Regions from separate parts of the Gossypium hirsutum genome. Here region 1 is linked to region 2. A link is a contact called in public Hi-C data. All regions are on one chromosome and are shown on one strand. The core of a region is the stretch at or near the end of the contact, and the rest is flanking DNA. Distances in the headings are between cores, read along the strand shown.

What was found. Hi-C and Micro-C count contacts between places; a contact is called where the count stands out from the background.
Region 1: a contact with region 2 is called in a Hi-C map of leaf, with 2.7 times the contacts expected there. The contact joins the promoter of LOC107936083 here to the promoter of LOC107901823 in region 2. A contact is called at or near these places in 7 of 34 Hi-C or Micro-C datasets (callus, hypocotyl, leaf and 1 more).

Annotation. Positions count from the first base shown.
Region 1 is chrA09:24,234,585-24,237,284 of Gossypium_hirsutum_v2.1, reverse strand. LOC107936083 (F-box/LRR-repeat protein At3g48880) reads right to left here and starts at 1,361. Exons shown (of 4, transcript XM_016868734.2): 1 at 1,246-1,361.
Region 2 is chrA09:23,719,809-23,722,508 of Gossypium_hirsutum_v2.1, reverse strand. It overlaps LOC107901823, which reads right to left and starts at 1,440. Exons shown (of 6, transcript XM_016827989.2): 1 at 941-1,440; 2 at 1-698. The coding sequence starts at 509.

The sequences.
Region 1 (2,700 bases), core at 112-2,611, 510 kb before region 2:
TATTTTTATAATTTTATTAATAATTATTTCTTTTTTAAATAAATCGGTCATTTTTTCTGTCAACTGAATATTTAAATTGAGAAAATACAACAAATTAGTAGGGGTGTTCATAATCGAGTACTCGCAATTTCGGGTCCTCAAAGATTCGGATACCTAAATTTTTGAGTATTAAAAATGTTGGCCCGTGACCCGACTCTTGAATATCTTCAGGTACCCAGAATTTTGGGTACCTGTAATAATTGAGTACCCGTATTTTCGAGTCACAAAGTACCCTGATTAAATTTGTGAAAATTGTTTTACAAATCATACAATTTATAGTGATTCAAAATGACAAACTAAAGTGGATAATAGCATAATTCAAACATAAAGTTTAGAAATCCAAACATAAAGTTTCTAAATCAAATTACATAATCCAAAGATAATACTTAAAAAAAAATACAATTAAAGATAAAACATATAGTTGTGAACTCATCATCAATCATCATGGCATGGTGTGTATCTGAAACCATTTTAACAAATACTATTTGCTGAAAATTTGAACTTTTATCATAAACCAATCTGGAAAAAATAAGCTAAAAATTAGATAATTCAACTATCATAACTCAATTACTTATTCTCACAAAGCTGGTGGAAAAAGTGGACTAAATAAGAACTAAGAGAACAATTAAGATGGTCAAAACAATTAATTAAGAAATGAGTTTTTCCTCAGGGACAATATCGTCAAAACAATTTAAATTACAGTCAACAAATAACATCAGAAAAAAAGAACATGATTTATGAACAGAAACAATCCATAGGACATAGGCAAGAACAAAGTGCATTCAGAAAAAAGAAGTACAAAGTAGTCTTATATGATTAAACAGACTGCAAAATACAATCGATGAAAGTCTGATTGTCTAATACTAGACAAAGTTAATAGCAGATAATTCATCTCCTCATTTCTATAGGGTCACAACATGAGGTATAAAATGGAAACAATCAAAGCAATAATTTAGAATCTTTAAACATAATAACAGTAAATATCAAGCTCTAGCATTTACGGTTGTTACAAAATATCCATAATTTTTAATTTTCTATCACCCAAAAGATTTGCAAAGCACCATAGTGAAATAGAAAACAAAAGCTAAAACTGACTGACTAGTATACCAAAGAAAAAACAAACAAAAAAACAAAACAAAATAGAGAAGTTTGAGAAGAGACAAAGAGAGAGACGGGTAGACTGAAATATTGAATAATAGTACTTACCTGGGCTTTGAGATGACGGCGACCGGCGATGGTGAGAATGGCCAGACGGCGGGTGCCGGGTGGTCACAGATGGTCAGTCGATTGGTGGGAGTGGGGTTGACAGAGATGATTTGCATGGGAGAATTGAACGAGTGGGATAGTGATTTATTAATTAGGGTAAAAATCAGTTTGAGTTTTAACTAAAAAATGTAAATAATTTTAAAATAAAAATACAATTACACACGGGTAACTGGGTCGAGTACTCGTGGAAGTCAGAAATAGCGGCCCACGCCTGACCCGTCAACTCGTAAAAAAAGCGGGTCGGATACCCGGCCAAATTTTTTTTTTAAAGTTAATAAAACACCCGTTTTATTTTTTACTAGGTTAACGGGTTAGATATTTTTGAACACCCCTACCAGTTAGCCTTTAGATTATTAACTTTAATGGATGATCGTTAAAGTTAACTATTTGACTTTTTCTTTATTATTTGGTTAACTTAACTGTTTGACTTTTTTTATTTTATTAATAACTTTTAGGATTTTTATTTTTTTTATTTTTCCTTTATTGTTCTCTTTAATGGTTGTGATAAGTAGCGAAAATTAATAAAACTTAATAAAAAATAAAAAATAATACTATAAAATTTTAAAAAAATATAAAAATTATAAAAATATAAAAAAATATTTAAATTTTCTAAAATATAGATTTATACAAATTTTCATCAAATTGAAATTTTATTAATTCATGACATCACTTCAATCGATGATTTGAATATAATATAAATAGATAATAATTTGTAATGCTAACAATATTTATATAATTTTATATTTGAAAAAGGTATAAAATCTTTGCATACCAATTTTTAAAAATAATTAGAAATAATTAAGTCTTTTTTTATACTTTTTGAAAGTGAGAAAAAAAGTAATTAAAAATTCTCTAAAAAGAGTAATTAAGTCCTTATACTTTTTGGAAGTAAACAAAAAAAAAGTAATTAAAAATAGCCATAAATATTGAATAGATCCAACTTAAAAGCTTGAATCCTTGTTCAATAAATATTTAAAAATAAAAATATAATTGGAAAGAGTATTATGGCGAATTTATGGCATTTGTGAGAGGAATTCAGATTTTAGATCTAGGGGGAAAAGATTTTGTTCAAATTCTTTCATAAAATGGATATGGATCAGGTGATTAATGGGGCACCTTGGACTTTTAACAATCATCTTTTGGTGTTCCATAGGTTGGAGGTAGGGAAAGATCCGGTAAAGGTCTAGCTAGTGTTCTCCACATTTTGGGTGCAAGTGCATGAGTTACCTCTGGGATTGTTCTCAAAGTCTATCGCAAAACAACTTGGGGATTTTGTTCGAAAATTTTTGGAATATGATTCTAAAAGTTTAAGGAGGGGTTTGAGAAGTTTCTAGCGTATACGGGTCCAGTTGGATGTCAGGAGCCCTTTGAAGCGAAAGAAGAAGATTATGTTTA
Region 2 (2,700 bases), core at 191-2,690:
TAATTCGGATGCTTCTCCACCAATTCCTTCAAGATATCACACTCCGCCTCCAAAACCCATCCAGCAGCTTTCAAAAGTCCATTATGAACATATCCACCATCAACTTTCTTTTTCCCCAGTTTATTATCCAAAAGCACTTGGTAGTCAGACTCCTTTGCCAAATTAAGACCTCTAATGGCAAGGACTATATCGGCATGATCATGATCAAGATATAATATATACGGAGGAGCATGTCCTTGAGTGTTTTCATAAGTTTTTCTGAGAATCAACCAATCTGGGTTGATCCCATAGCCACCAGGTGGTTCAAAAAGGGGGTGCCGAAGATCTTCTTCATAGACTGCTAGAATATAGCGGCATAGTCGTGGGACAGGCTCGAACTCTTCAGCAGTCGCAAGGCCCCATGTTTCACTGTCATGACCAGCCGTATGGAGGCATCTTTTCCATGCCCACCGTGCACATGCCAGACAGTAAACACATTCAAGGAGTGGGACACCACATATGATTGACATCGAGTTGCCTACCCTCTAGCTATCACAATGTAGATCATCACACGTAAATGCTCAGAAACTAGAGAAATAGCCTACTGATGTAGGTAATGACAGACAGGAACTTTCTTAATGCCTTGAGAATTGGATGAGATGCCAAAATCCAAATCTATTCAACACTGATTGTAGAACTTGGAATTTAAACACTGCAATCTGATGAGAAGAAAATATAACTTGTAGATGCTTTATCATATAAATTTCAACTACAAACAAAGTAGAATATAATGAATAGGAGTTTAGAACATGATTTCAGCATCCATCTAGGATGCAGTCTTAACAGAATACCAAAACAAATATAAGAATTGATTCATCAACAAATTGGAATTGATGATAACTGCAAAAAGATCTAAGTATATGCTTCAACATCATGTGAAGGGTCAAACACAGGCACTCACCAGAGACAGAAGATGATTACTCCAATCGGCTACAAAATCGATAAGTTTTACCAGGAAACAGAATCTGGGTCTTTCTATCATCAGGTTTCAATGAATGATGAGTGATCAACAATTTCATCACTGAAATAGTCAAAGAAAAAGCATTTTTACAGCTACAAGAGAAAATAAACAAGACCCAAGCTATCAGATTTCAGTCTGATCAAGAACCAAAAAACATAGGAGTAAAAAAAAACAAATTCTAGAATCCTCAAATTATGCAAATCTTCATTGAAAAGGAAATGATTAGAGATAAGGAATTTTAATTGATGAAGGGGATGTTGCGAGAGTGGGTTAATGATGAATTGATAAATGAGTATATTTTAAATTGATAGGGAGACCAAATATAAAGGCTGCCTGTAAGTCAAAGTCCAATTGGCAGATGGGTGGAGAAGGAAAGGTAGAGATGTAAGACTTTGATGCAATGCGGGCAGTGAATGTGAGGGAGAAGGCTCATCATTTTGTCTGTACTTTAAATGGCAGTGAGTTAAAAAGTAAATAAGTTGAGAGTTGCAGTGGCTTTTTGGTCTTCTCGGGTGAAATAAATCATTTTTGTCCGACACAGTGCCTCATCATCAATCTATTCTATCCTTTATCAATTTATAGGCTTTTGTAATTTTTTTACCCCTAATTTTTTAAAAAGAAATTTATTTTAACTTCTTATTTAATTTTATATTTTTAATTTGTATTTTCTATGAAATCACTCCAAATTAATTAATTTTATTGCTGTGGCACACGCAAAAATTATATGCCAACATTTAACTAATTTTTAAAATTTTATAAAATATTAAAAATACTATTTATACTTTTTAGTAAATTTAATAATTTTTAATATTTGAAAATAGTTTTTATATTTTTTTCTGAATTTGTAAAATATTAAAAAATTAATTAAATATCTACGTATCATCCACATGGCAACTCATATGTATACCATGTTAACAAAATTAAAAACGTGAATTTTTCCATTCATTTTGGGTGATTGGATAAAAACACAAATTTAAAGATGAAATTTAAATGAAATGTTAAAATGATTTTTTATAAAATCAGAAGGTCAAATAAGTTATTATAATGCCTTATTTATATTTTTTAAGCTTCAGTATCATTTAGACTTGTCCATGAGCCGAACCACTCGTTTCAGCTCGAAGGCCCGCCTGAAAAGTGGAAATGTTTGGATAAAAATAGAGGCCTAAAATGGGCTTGGATAAAAAAAATAGGCCAATTTAGAAAATGGGTCAGGTCTTGGGTAAGGTTTTTTGGCCCGGGCTCGGCTCGACTCAAATTTGCAAAAAAAAAAATATAACATTGTTGTTTTGCTGTTGTTTTCCCATTGTTTTGTTGTTATTTCACTATTATATTACTACTATTTTATTATTATTTGGATATTGTAAAAAAAATACGGGTGGGCCGAAATTTTAGCATTTTTATCCGAGTCGAGTTTGAGCAAAAATTTAGGTCTATTTTTTAAGTCAAGTCAACCCGAGCCTATCAATTGGGTTTAAAATTTTATTAAGACTTGACTCAACCCATCAAAAATTTTAGTATCATCCATTTTAATCAAAGGAAGCTGAAACATCAAAATCCTTTTCCATAAGTAATGTTCAAAACATTGATGAATGCAAAATTTAAATTTAAAAAAAAAATTAATTATTGTTGATGTGATAGTTCAAGATTTGGGATGAACTCGAATGTTGTTTTATTAATACAAGATAAAAGTAAGTTAAAAG